Regions from separate parts of the Ovis aries genome. Here region 2 is linked to region 1. The links are chromatin contacts, called in public Hi-C maps. All regions are on one chromosome and are shown on one strand. Each heading gives the region's core, a stretch centred on a gene start, on an enhancer-like site or on the middle of the called end of the contact. The rest is flanking DNA. Distances are from core to core; before and after follow the strand shown. Region 1 overlaps NCOA1 (nuclear receptor coactivator 1). Region 2 overlaps NCOA1 (nuclear receptor coactivator 1).

What was found. A called contact is a pair of places that touch in the nucleus more often than the background predicts.
Region 2: a Hi-C map of liver shows a contact between it and region 1, with 2.2 times the contacts expected there. The contact joins two enhancer-like sites. A contact is called at or near these places in 3 of 16 Hi-C or Micro-C datasets (liver, mixed tissues and muscle).

What each region holds. Positions count from the first base shown.
Region 1 is chr3:32,070,283-32,077,641 of ARS-UI_Ramb_v3.0, reverse strand. The region is part of intron 1 of NCOA1 (nuclear receptor coactivator 1); the gene reads right to left. Among named protein-coding and RNA genes, the nearest start is that of NCOA1, 10 kb to the right of the region's middle. Within about 2 kb of position 2,526, at least 2 of the 54 cell types and tissues checked have an H3K27ac peak or open chromatin away from gene starts, as enhancers often do. A contact at or near this core is called in liver, where this site is marked.
Region 2 is chr3:32,142,553-32,149,911 of ARS-UI_Ramb_v3.0, reverse strand. The region is part of intron 2 of NCOA1 (nuclear receptor coactivator 1); the gene reads right to left. Among named protein-coding and RNA genes, the nearest start is that of NCOA1, 82 kb to the right of the region's middle. Within about 2 kb of position 2,946, at least 4 of the 54 cell types and tissues checked have an H3K27ac peak or open chromatin away from gene starts, as enhancers often do. A contact at or near this core is called in liver, where this site is marked.

The DNA of each region.
Region 1 (7,359 bases), core at 1,277-3,776:
CCTTTAACTGTCTCAAGACTACAAGTTCTTTTCACAAATAAATTAAATAATAAAATCCCCATTTAGACTGACACACAAAAACAATTCTTTTTTATTTCAATGACTCCAAGCAGGACCCTACCAATTCTAGTATTTGGCTCTGAAGAAAGCCAATTTTGCTCTACTGTAGTGGGGCAAAGATATTTACTGTCACTGAATATGCATTTCTTGCCCACATTGCCTAGTTCCACAAGTAGTGCCCTGTGACTACTTTTGGCCAATGGGTTATAAGAGGAAGTGACATGGGTCACTTAAGTGCCAAAAGCATAGTAACCAAGGAGGTTCCATGTTCAAGTATTGCACCAAACATTGTACTTCATTATTTTAACTACAGAAACCCCTCCCTCTTTGTTTTTAACATTTTCCAAGGGACGATGCTACAAGTCTCATTTCAAATCCTAGAAATCTAACTGAAATTCCATTTCCTGCAGGAAACCTACCCAGATCACGTTCCTGGCAATATTGGTAACACACTTACATGTGTACTACAGTAAAGGACTTGAAATGCACTGTGGTTCTGGCATATATAACTAATACAATAAATGGTCTCTATTTCCTATTATTTACAATGTGGTTGGTAAGAAAGGACACACATCAAAAGAGAAACAAGTATAAATGATAATAAATTTCAAGAGAGTACTAAAAATAAGTGCCAGAGGAGTTCCCCATATCTCATCTGGCAACTAAGTAAACTAGTTAGTTATATACTCCCTTATGACTTTTTTTTTAAATTCATGTATGACTGAAAGCAAAGGAGACTCCCTATAGGAATTATAATCTCCCTGAAGGACAGAAACTCTAAGATACAACTACTTCATGGTGCCCTTTACATTCAAACAACAGGTATTCCATCAAACTTTATCTTCTATTGAGGAGAATGTGTTGAAAAATTAAAACAGAAATGTAGTATTCCTCAAGATATTAGGAATCTGTGTCTCCAGCAAAGCAAAGGAGAGAGCTGAACACACATAAGGTTTTCTATTATCCAAGGCAAGTAGAGCAGGACACGGGAGAACAAAGAGTCACCAGGTTACCCACAGACTTCTGAACACAGCCCTTGACAGCCAGCTTCTTGTGCTGTAGGACTTACAAGCCCTCTGAGCAATATCTGATTTCCAATTCAATTTTCCAAATACTCTGAAACCAGTAAAGAGGATTCCTAGATATGTTGTATGAGTATTCCAGCGTGTTAGTCACTCAGTCATGCCCGACTCTTTGCGACCCCATGGACTACAGCCCACGAGGCTCCTCTGTCCATGAGATTTTCCAGGCAAGGATACTGGAGTGGGTTGCCATTTCCTTCTCCAGGGGATCTTCCCAATGCAGGGATCAAACCCAGGTCTCCTGTACTGCAGGCAGATTCTTTACTGACTGAGCTACAAGGGCACACATATAAAAAAAGGCCTATTTCTCTAAGCACATTAATAAGTACTTTATAAGTACTATCATGATTTAACCAATATAATTTGTCAAATATTTTAATATCTACAAGTATAAGACATTGCAGAGAACAGAATATAAAACATGATCCCCTTTGCCATTCTCACACCCTAATTTGGGAGACATGATGCATGAAAACAAAAACTCCAAAGTATAAATGCAGTATAAAGTGTCAAGTTAATAATAAAGAAAATAAATATTAAAAGAGTTCATTAAAGGAAGGGATTATTTTCAAATTTTGCAGTCTGAACACTTAACAAGCAAGTTGGAAACTGAGCTGAGCTTTAAAGAATATGCAGAATTTCACAGGATAAGGGAGAACATTCCAGGGAAAGGAAAAATAAAGGGTGGCAAACAGAGAAGCCCAAGGGATGTATAAGGGACAGTGCTGACGATTTTACTTTGAGCAGTTCATTAGGGGAGAGCAGCAGCAGCAGCAGCAGTGGGAAATGAGACCAGAAAAGCAAGTTGGTGCCAGACACTGGAAAGCTTTAAATGCCAGACTAAGGAACTTTATCTTGACAGTAATGAGGAGCCATTGAAGGGTTTAAACAAAGTAATGTAATGAAAATAAAAATTAAGATGATTGTTCCAAAACAAAATTTAGGACAGACTGAAGAAGCAACTCACAGGGACAGTGAGACCATTCTGGGGTACTTTCACAAATATCAGGCCTAGATTAGAATGACGACAGTGAGGAAAAAAGGAACAGATGTAAAGAGCTGATAGGACTTGGAAAGTGTTTTTAGCATATGTCAAATCAGACCTTAAGGACTCTGAAGAGCTGAGATTCAGATGCTACAAAGAGATTAAAACCACAGCAACTGCAAATTCCAGCCTACCCAGCAGGGTGTCCCTATACATGAATTGATATTGGGCTCTTCTATACATTCATGCATTGCCATCTCCACACTCATACAAGAGATCCACTCTTTTTCACTGGGATTTTAGGGAAAAAAGTGGAAAATGATATCTAAAAGCCGCTAAGTTATAAAGGCCAGGTAGTTGTACAATAAACAGATAGGAGCTCAAACAACTGTAAAGGCCAAAGGCACTGCAATCACATCTATTGCAAAATGGAAAAACAGACTGCGAATCCAGTCATACTGCGGGCCTAAGTAATGACATCAGATATATCCATTAAACTTGGCAAAAGACTAAGACTGGATGAATGGAGTTATTGAGGTCCCAATCCTTAACAAAAGAGGTTCTTAACCTTTGGGGAGGTCACAGACCCTTTTGGGATCTGATGAATTCCTCTCCAGAGAAAGACTCATAGAATTTTGCATATACATCATTTCAGAATGTTCATAGACACCACTCACCCAAAGCGTACTAGAGACTCTTAGTCCATGAATTCCAAGGGTTCTTAAGAACTCTTCCTAAAATTGGTGATTAAGAATTGATTATCTATTATAATAAGCATATTGACTAAAAATGATCTGACTTAATAGGGCATGTATAATTATTAGTGTGTCCTATGTAATATTAATTACATATGTTGTACAATAGGTATCTATGTGATAAAAAATACTATGTATGCCAAAATAAATTAAAGCAATAATAAGGTCCCCAAAGATATACAAAAATGTAATAAATGTAACTTAAACACTTTTAAAAAATGGTATGTATGGTAAGTCATTTTACATGTTATGCAACACTTTTAGTTTAATGGATGTGCTTATAAGCATGGAGCAGATAATGTATGATTAGGGCTTCCCTTGTGACTCAGCAATACGGGAGACTGGGGTTCGATCCCTGGGTTGGGAAGATCCCCGGGAGAATGGAAAGGCTACCCACTCCGGTATTCTGGCCTGGAGAATTCCATGGACTGTAAAGTCTATGGGGTCGCAAAGAGTTGGACATGACTGAGCGATTTTCACTTTCACTTTAATACACAGTACATGTTATGTAAGATAAAGCACATGTATCAATACATTTTGATTAGGTAGATCGTCGAATGCACAAAATACTTAGCAATGGGATTATTTAGAATATATTTATGTGCAGTACTAGTAGAGCACATGATAATAATGTTTCACTGTTCATGTGTAATTTTTCAAGAAATAGTTTAAGTAGAATTTCAACTTTGGGTGCTGATGGTGGAGTTGGAGCTTCTCTTAAGTCCTAGGAAGAATGTTATCCTCCTTTACTGATTTACAAGACCAGAGTAAAAAATACTTATACTACAAAGAAAAAAAAAAAAGTATATTTTTACCATATACTCCACAGTTAAAAAGGTTTTAAATGAGAAGCCATATAGGTATACTTATTTATAATTTATATATATTGCTCACTAGACCAATAAATTATGTGCCTTATAAAGCATACATAAAAATGGAAATATAAAAGAATGATGCTTATTATAATAAAATTTACCATTTTTAAACATTTAATTTACCTCTTGATGACACAGCTTGTGCTATCCCTAATAAATACTATTAATACTACCACCATTTTTGTTAAGAATAACATGTGAAAAGTCAAAGTCACTCAGTCGTGTCCCACTATTTATGACTCCATGGACTACACAGTTCATGGAATTCTCCAGGCCAGAATACTGGAGAATTTTCCCTTTCCCTTCTCCAGGGGATCTTCCCAACCCAGGGATCGAAATCAGGTCTCCCACATTGCAGGTAGATTCTTTATCAGTTGAACCACAAGGGAAGTCCAATAAGAGAGGGGCCCATACGAGGAAAAACATAATGAACACTAAATTACTTTTTAGTTTTGCTTTCACATTTTGTAATATAGCAACTTATAAGTCTGGTTCTAAATTCAGTTCATTTTCATAATAGGTAATTGTTTTATTTGGTTTTAACAGTAATCACAGCCCAAAAACATACTTCACAAAGATGAGTAAGACAAAGGGAAGAACTGCGTCACACCTGCTGCACTGAGTAAACCTCCACATGATATTCAGTCTTCAATCCTGTTCACCATTTATGCAAAAAGCCTTTGCTAAAATTCAGATGGTGCATTTCCATATTTCCTGATGACAATCAGTTGTTCTTACTAACTAATCAGATAGTAATGCCTTTTTAATTAATATATTCTCAGTTTTTACTAGATTTTTTATACAGGTCAGAAAATTCTGTTTTCAAGTTCAAGTGTACATATAAAAAATATTCTTAAAGATCATATCATCTTTAGCAATTAAATCCAATAATGATGGAAATAATTCCAAATATCAATTTTGGATGTTTAGAATTAGAAATATCCAAATATCCATTCCAAATAACTTCTCTTCATAACAGTGGATTTCATCTTGAAAGGTAGTTACTTTGGGGGCCACTGTTATGAATTTACCAATCATCCCAAAGTGACAGATTAAGTGTATTAATTTTCATAAATATCAGCTAGGTAGTATACAATTCACAGACACCTGTAAGAGGGAAATGTCAGCAAATTTCAGACATTTGTATCTGAAATTTGTGTTTTTGTGAAAGAAAAATTGGTAAGTCATCCTCAGATTAGACAATGCTTAAGTCCTTTGTCTCAAGATGACCAGGTAAACTGGATGAAATATTTTATAAAAGATCTGCATGGTGACTTCCTATTGCAACAATACATGTTAAGAGTCTACTATTTAAAATAATAAATCTAAAAATCTAATTACCCAGGCTCCTACGAACTAAAAAACATCACAGCTGACTAAAAATAAAGAATCTTTCAAACAGACCCCTAGTATTTCTCCCATTTCCCAGACAATTGTATATAAATCCTACTGTAGAGACCACTGCTCTAAATGTGCCTGGGCTCCCAAGGGTCAAAGCCCTCCAGGAGTCCCTTCCAACCAATTTTCCTTACATGCTCTCAAAGTTCAAAGGACTTATCCTTAAAGGTAGTCTAATTATATTGTATCCATCTCTGAATCACTACCAGTTGGCAAAAGACACAACTGCAGCACATTCTGTGACACCAGTTGTCTTCAACACTGTTCCCTCAGTGTCATGTTGGCTAGCGATTCAGTCAAATAATAGACAGGGCTCGAACAAGGTCCAAGACTTTTCATGACATATCCTGCCTTAAATCCTTTCTGGAACATGGCAGGGCATAAATAAATCAGTACAATAAATCATGAGCTATATTCAGAGCCAGGGGCTTTCAACTTGCATGACCAATCTAACTTATACAGTGACATATATTTGCATAAGGAGATGACATTTTTACACTTGAAAAACAAGTCTGCTGCATCATCTTAAGAATGCCAAATGATAACACACTGTTTAAAGAAAGAGCTACTGGGGAAAAAAAAAAAAAGCACAAGCCAGTGAAAAAGATTTTGTACTAACTTCTACCAAGAAAAGGGAAAAAAAAAGTCTGTTCTCAAATATACATAAAAATGAGTAAGTTCCCAAGTGTGGTAAGCCTTACATATGGAATCATTTCAAAAACTATGAAAATATAAAATTTGGGGTGTAAAACCTGCCAAAAAAAGATCCACGTAGATTTGGAAAACTGGCACTTTTCATTTTCTTCCAGATCTACAAACTTCACTGTTCCTCACCACCTCCCTCCATTAAAATCCTTTAATGTCTTACAACTGCACCCAGAACATCTGGTTCCTTCTCCCACTTCAGCTGGTGCCACCTTCCTGCTTACACTTTTCCCCTTCATTACTCCCAAAATAACCCCAAGCTTTTCTGTCCTTTCATCTTTGCTATTTAATCTTCCTGAATATACTGCCCTCCTCCTCCTCACTCACTCACAGAGAAATCATCCCCTGCCTTCAATGTTCCCGTCCAACAACAAGCCCTCCACGAAACTTGCTCTGATCTCTTTTAAATGAAAATAATTGCTTGCTCTCCAGATTCCTCAAAGTATACTATTTCAGTACCTCTCTCATCACACTCTTCACATTTAATTAGTACTACAGGTATTTGTGTGTCATCTTATCACCTCTCTTAGGTCATAATCTCTGTAAAAACAGGATCTATATCTTATCATTTAACTTTTCTATGTTTTCACAACACAGCACCTTGAACAAAGTAAGCACTCTTATAACTATGTCTTGAATGAATGATTGAGTACACCCTTAGAAATTCTAAAGCAGATTTCCTGTACCATCTGGAATGGAGAGGGAGGCAGGACTTAAGACTGCAGAACGAGTATCTTTTCCCTAGTTTCCTCCAAACAAACTCAGCACAGTAAAGCCAGTATTACACATACAGGTATTTTCAAAGGCAAGGACACTTCATCCTTCAACTATTTGGTCAAACATGGTGTGATTACCCATATATATACAAACACACTCACAACAGAATATCTTCTGTTAAACAATTGAATCTGTGCTTGATAATAAAAGCATGTAAATATTTTAACCATATAGGCAAACTAACAATGCAATATATTAAAGCTATCAGATTAAGACCAACCATTCAAAATACAAGCGGAAACAGAGAGAATGACCAAGCAATTTATTCCGAATGAAAAAAATACCCTAAGCTCTAGCTATTCAAATACTAACAAAACTTGAGAGGCAGAATTGTATTGCTAAGACTCCAAACCAACCATTCAAAGATAAGCTAGACCAGAAGCACCAAAGAATCAACATTACTAAGTACAAAGGTGAGATCAGAAACAGCATGAAAATCTTAAAGTGATACTTTCATTAAGTAACCGCTTCATGGCTCCTGGGTCATCAGAAAGCAATGGAGACTACAGCTGTCTCTACTGCACATGAAGACAATAGAAAGGAGCCCAGACAAGAACAGAGGGGTACAATGTGGCCAAATGTGGCTAACATGCTTGGAGAGAAGCCAATTTAGAGGTATGTTGGAGATTCCAGGTCTAAAGACCTGGACTCAAATGTCATCCCTAATACCGACAAGCTGTGCAATCGAATAACAGCCACTTAACCTTCCTTCTAAAATGTAA
Region 2 (7,359 bases), core at 1,697-4,196, 72 kb before region 1:
ATGCTCCTGGTAAAAAGTTGGCTTAAAGCGCAACATTCAGAAAACTAAGATCATGGCATCCGGTCCCATCACTTCATGGGAAATTGATGGGGAAACAGTGGAAACAGTGTCAGACTTTATTTTGGGGGGCTCCAAAATCACTGCAGATGGTGATTGCAGCCATGAAATTAAAAGATGCTTACTCCTTGGAAGGAAAGTTATGACCAACCTAGACAGCATATTCAAAAGCAGAGATATTACTTTGCCAACTAAGGTCCGTCTAGTCAAGGCTATGGTTTTTCCAGTGGTCATGTATGGATGTGAGAGTTGGACTGTGAAGAAGGCTGAGCACGGAAGAATTGATGCTTTTGAACTATGGTATTGGAGATGACTCCTGAGAGTCCCCTGGACTGTAAGGAGATCCAACCAGTCCATTCTAAAGGAGATCAGTCCTGGGTGTTCATTGGAAGGACTGATGCTGAAGCTGAAACTCCAGTACTTTGGTCACCTCATGCAAAGAGCTGACTCATTGGAAAAGACTGATGCTTGGAGGGATTGGGGGCAGGAGGAGAAGGGGATGACAGAGGATGAGATGGCTGGATGGCATCACCGACTTGACGGACATGAGTTTGAGTGAACTCTGGGAGTTGGTGATGGACAGGGAGGTCTGGCATGCTGTGATTCATGGGGTTGCAAAGAGTCAGACACAACTGAGCTGAAGTGAACCACTATACCACTGGAGAAGGGACAGCCTACCCACTTCAATATTCTTGAGTTTTCCTTGTGGGTCAGCTGGTAAAGAATCCGCCTGCAATGCAGGAGACCTGGGTTTGATCTCTGGGTTGGGAAGATCCCCTGGAGAAGGGAAAGGCTACCCACTCCAGTATCCTGGTCTGGAGAATTCCATGGACTGTACAGTCCATGAGGTGGCAAAGAGTCGGACACAACTGAGCGACTTTCACTTCACCACTGTACCAAGATTTTAGTGCTCCTTCACTCCTCCCCTTACCCATCCCGCTAATCCAAAGCTGCAACTTCATAACCTTATCCATCTGGGCCTCAAATGTCAGTATTACTTCACTCACTACTGGCCCTGGGGCAGTGTAAAAAAATAGAGGAGAGAGAGAAGAGGGTAGAGAGGGAGGAGATTCAGGTGGAGAGCAGGTGACTGGTAGCATTACCTCCTTTTCCTGACTCTAAAAAGGAGCCAGGTGCTAGCCTACTGTTAATTTAAATGAAACATGGTCTACTGTGGTGGGAATAAAGAACATTTCACTTTATGTGAAGTGCTCCCCACTGAAAGAACTCAGTTCTAACAGAAGGAAAAAAAACCACAGTCAGCTTTTTTCTTTTGCTTTTATCTAGATCACTCTACCTCCAGCTGTGAAACTGACTAATGTTTTCAAAGCTCCAAGGAGCTTACTAGTAACCATGGTTACTGCTTCAAAACAGTACAAAAAAAGTAGGAGGGGATAGCAATTTGAGGAGAAAAACAGTTTTCCTGATTTTCATCAAATGAAGCTAGGTAAAGTAACAAGAGATAGATAGACTGATGGCTGGACTCAGCCTCAAGACTGTTATTGAGGTGCTTAATCGCTTAGTCCCACAGATCGAGTACCTCAATGAATCAGTTTATCTTATCCAAGAGTGGTCCCCAAAAGCTAATTTAGTCCTTTACAATGAACAGTATCTTATAAACTCAACTAATATCCTTGCCAGGAAGTCAATGAATTTGCTTTCCAGCAGAGCAGTTTACTTGGGAAAAACAAATTGAAAGCATAAGGTTTTTTAGAAGTATTTGAGACTAAGAAGGTACCTATAGTTTTAATATAAAGCTGCCCAACTTATTCTTCTTAACCTTTATTAGTCAAAAGGTTTTCATCAAATGTTTCTCTTTTCAAACTTCTTAGCAACCTTCTCAAGTTAATTAATTCATACATATTCAGTGTCTATCATGTTTCAGGCATTGCATAAGACAACTGGATACATCACAATAAAGATGCCTTTATGAAACTTAACATCTAACAGAGAAGAGAGACAAAAAATACATAATTGCAAATTCTGTTAATGTGCTATGAAGGAAAAATTAAAACCTAAATGGTATTTACTGGGATATCAAGAAAAATATTCCAAATAGTAATAATGGGAGCCACCTTCACTGAGCCTTCACCAAGTGCCAGGCAATGTGCATTCTTAAGTTAATATGCTTTGTCTCATATATGTCTCAGAATGATTTATAAGAAAGGTAGAATTATTCTTGGTTTGCAGAGGAGGAATCTGATGCCTGGGAGATCAGGTCACTTGCCTACATATACTAAATTTCTGATTTTTCTTACCCATAATCACACATCTTTCCTACCACCTATCCAAATATCAGTATTAACTATTAAATTTTACTCAAGAGTTCTCAATTCTTGTTCCATCTCTACAAATAACTGACCCTGGGCTTAAATCAAGTCATTTCACCTTTTGGTCATTTCCCAAAATGAGGCAGATTAGATGATATTAAGGTTTTCCTAGCTTTTGAACTCTACAGTTTTATGATTACAAAAATTTTTTCCATATCAGCATTTATACTTATCATATTTTATGGATCATACAGTATAATTCAGGCAAGTATCTAAATATGAACAATTCATTAGTTAATCATTCCACAAATAATCACTGGTCACCTCTGTTCCAGGTACTCTTCTAGGTGTTAGTAGGCAAAACAGTTAAAAATCCCTGCCATGGTGGCACTTACAATTTAGTGAGAGGAGACAGATGATAAATAAAACAAATAAATAATGTAGTCTGTTAGAATACAGTAAGTACTATGGAGAAAAATAAATCCGGGAAGGAGTATAGGAAGTGCTAATTCCCCCAAGCCTCTTAGGAGCAGGAATTTGTTAGGCACTAAGGCAAATAAAGATAAGCACTACCTGAGTCCCTGCCCTTGACCTGATCCACTCAAGTAAATACAAATAGGAGGAATTTTAGAAAAAACAAATAAAGTACCATGGCAACACACAGGAAAGAGCCACAAAGCAGAGGCACCAAGTTGCAAACTGGATTTTGCTTTCTTACACACACACAAAAACAGAAAGAAAAAAAATCATGTAAAAAAGAATATTAGCTCTATATTTTAAAGTCATGTTTCAAAATTTTACAAAACCTTACTGATAAATGTTCTTTAAAGACAGAAAAAGATATAGACAGATTATTTTCCTGTTTGGGAAAACTATTATTAAAATACAAACTGATCAAAAACTACAGACTTAATATAAATCAAATAAAAAGTAAAGTATGTTTAAGAAACATAATCATATAAGAATCTATACCACAATAAAAGGGTAAAAGAGTAAATGTACAAGGAAAAACAAGGAAACTTGGAAAAAAAAAGAGTAATGAGGGTAGATATACCTTGATGATTAGGAAAACAGTTATATTTTCTCCTATTTGCATTTCCTTCTACTAACTTTTCTACTGTTCTACAAGTAGCAACCACTTCCTTGGAGAAGTTTAGATAAATATTTAACATTTGCCTTTTGAGTTAAAGAAAGGATTTTGCAGCAAGATAAGTCTTGAAGGTCTGATTTTCCCAAAGAAAGACATTTTTTTAACACTAATGTTTTCTGACCAAGCTTGAAAGACTCAAGAGTGCAGTTTCTTTCACTGTGGAGAGCAGATATCCCTTTTGCTCATGATAGCTAGAACATAATGCCTACTACCTAGGGTAGAAGGAGGATAAAACCGAGAGACTGCAAACTAAAGCCTCAAATTCCCGATTCTGGGGCTTCCCTGGTGGCTCAGTGAAGAATCTACCTGCTAATGGAGGAGACACGGGTTTGACCCCAGGAAGACCCCAAGTGCTGCAGAGTAACTAAGCCCATGGGCCACAACTAATGAGCCTATGCTCTTGAGGCCCAGAGCTTAAACTACTGAGCCCACGTGTCACAACTACTGAAGCCTGCATGCCCTAGAGCCTGTGCTTCCCAACAAGAGAACCACTGCAATGAGAAGTCCGAGCACTGCAGCTAGAGAGCAGCCCCCGCCTCAAGGCAACTAGGGAAAGCCTTCACGGAAACAAAGATCCAGCAGAGCCAAACAAAAAAACAAAAACCAAATCCTGATTCTGGCCAAAGGTCTGTGGGATAAAGACATTAAGACTGAGACGGGAGAAGCAAGTGATTAGACCAGTACCTCCTTTACCCAATCCAGGTCGAGGCTGCAAAAGGAAAGGAATGTCTGAAAGACTGAGGAAATCTGGGAGTTAGAATGGTTTCTGCTCTGCTTCTTGTTGAGTAAGTGGAAAGTCACCGCCTTCCAGAAACATCCTGTGTACCCCCACTGCCCACCCCCAAGCCATTCTCTCCCCTCATACACACCCTGGGCCCCCCAGGTGGTGCTAGTGGTAAACAACCAGTCAGCACATGCAGGAGACACAAGAGACAAGAGCGTGAGCCCCGGGTCGGGAAGACCCCCTGGAGAAAGAAGTGGCAACCCTCTCCAGTATTCTTGCCTGGGAAATTCCACGGTCAGAGCAGACTGAAGGCTATAGTCCAAGGGGGCCAGAAGGGAGGGGCCAAAGAGTCGAACACAACTGAGCGACCGAGCAGATACATACCTAGCACAAGTTGGAGCAAGCCACACCAGAGCATATGCACGGAAGCCCAAGCCAACAGAGGGAGGGGTGAGACCTGCTCTGGGGTCTCCTTTTTCTCCTGTGTGCCATGAAAGGCTCTGGGAAATTCCTGCTGCTGCTGCTGCTAAGTCACTTCAGTCATGTCCGACTCTGTGTGACCCTATAGCCCACCAGGCTCCCCCGTCCCTGGGATTCTCCAGGCAAGAACACTGGAGTGGGTTGCCATTTCCTTCTCCAATGCATGAAAGTTAAACGTGAAAGGGCAGAAAGGTAACTTAAGATGGTGACTTTAAGTTTGCCAGAAGAGGTCCCTGTAACAGGGGCAAAGCAGCTCCACAGCAGAGGCCTGGAAAAGAGATCACTTGGCTAGTGAGTGGATGGGACTCCCAAACCAGACCTCAGGTTATCCATGACACCTGGGCAAATGGCAATAGATCCTGGGAACCAAGAGAACAGATCTACAGTAACATTAGTTGTAAACTTCAGCTTTAGACATCTGAAGAATACTCTAGGACAGTGCTGGTAGCACCACAGTAGTCACAATTCCAGGAAATAGCCTGACCAGTTACTTTAAAGGGCAGACCAGTACGAAACCAGACAAAACAGCACGTGGACTTGATGGTTCTGGTATCCTTCCATGACTACCAGGTCACACAAGCATCCATTAAGATTCTATGGGAAAGCTACAGAAAAGAGATGATATCTGAATGACTAGTATCCAAACAGAGAAGGAAATATCCAAAGAGATCAATTTAAATTACTAGATATGACTTAGTTTACCGGCTTGGAATAACACTGGTACTCTTCCTCCAGTTACCCAGTACCCAGGAAGACAGGGCTTTTAGAAAAATAGAGAAGCTGTATTTTCTTCATATACCTGAGTTAGTAGGAATAAGTTATGATCCTGCTACAGATTTTATGATGTTTGTTTTATGTAAGAATTCAAAATAAACACTTCTTGGCATACTAGAAATCAACATCACTTTAAAAGTAACAATGGATTTCCAGTTCAAGATGGCAGACTAAGTATCTACTTCTTCTTCTCCTCAAACACCTCGTCAAGCCACAGAACAACTAAGTGAAAAGTCACCAAAGATAACCAATAAAAACTCTGATGATAAACGGGAAATGCTGACCACAGCATTTACTGTGGGTCTAAAGTCTTTGTCAGAGGACTTATAGTATGAACTTTGAGTTGGAGATAATAGCAGGTTAGGGACAATCTCGATAGACTGTGATAGAGGGAAGACAACACAGAACTAATCAGAACTCTCCTTGTAGATAAATCCCTTCCTTATAGCAGAGGCTTCCCTCATAGCTCAGTTGGTAAAGAATCCACCTACAAAGAATCCGCAGGAGACCCTGGTTCAATTCCTGGGTCAGAAAGATCCCCTGGAGAAGGGATAGGCTACCCACTCCAATATTCTTGGCTTCCCTTGTGGCTCAGCTGGTAAAGAATTCTCCTGCAATGTGGGAGACCTGGATTCAATCCCTGGGTTAGGAAGATCCCCTGGAGAAGGGAAAGGCTACCCACTCCAGTATTCTGGCCTGGAGAATTCCATGGACGGTACAGGCCATGTAGTTGCAAAGAGTTGGACATGACTGAGCAACTTTCACTTTCACTTACAGCATAAGTTTGTTAGCCTTGTATTTGCAACTGCAAAAAAAAAGAAAAAAGGAACTCTGCATCCTATTTACCACAGCAAGTGGGAAACCAACTTGCAGAGTCATGTGGTCAGTGATAATATTCAGTGGAGAATACAATTCTCTGGAGAGAAGAACTGAGCTTTACAGAACTACACCAGTTACCAAGACGTTACCAGCATCAGAATTATCTAAACTGTTTAGATGTACCACCAAGACATACTGAATCAGATGTTTTGAGAATAAGGCTAGGAATCTGCATTTAAACTTGGTCCCTACGAGACCGTTACGTGTACTGAAGTTGGACAAACACTGGTTTAGACCTTCATTTTAAAATATTATAAAGAAGAACAGCCAAGAACTGATGCTTTCAAACTGTGATGGTGGTGAAGACTCTTGAGAGTACCCTGAACTGCAGGGACACGTAACCAGTCAATCACAAAGGAAATCAACCCTGAATATTCATTGGAAGGACTGATGCTGAAGCTGAAGCTCCAATACTTTGGCCACCTGATGTGAAGAGCAGACTCACTAGAAAAGACCCTGATGCTGGGAAAGATTGATGGCAGGAGAAGGGGGTGACAGAGGATAAGATGGTCAGATGGCATTATCAACTCAATAGAGATGAGTTTGAGCAAACCCTGGGAGATAGTGATGGACAAGGAAACCTGGTGTGCTGCAGTCCTTGGTGTCGCAAAGAATCAGACACGACTGAGCAACTGAACAACAACAAGCCAAGAATCATCAGCTACTTAATAAAAACTAAAAGAGGCACTAAGGTGAAAAAGCAAAGGCACAAAGACCCATAAAAAAGAAAGTAAGGCAACGAAAAGAAATAAAATGTCCTTAACTTTCTGGCATTTTCAGAGAGATTCAATACAATATATCCATAAAATAAGAAAACTGTCATAAATGTAGCAACCAAGGAAAAAGAAAGAATTTTTAGAAAATAAAAACAAAAACTATTTTCAAAATGAAATATCTTGACTTCCAGTGAAGGCCTGCTAAGTCACTTCAGTCGTGTCCAACTCTGTGCAACCCCATAGACGGCAGCCCACCAGGCTTCCCCATCCCTGGGATTCTCCAGGTAAGAACACTGCAGTGGGTTGCCA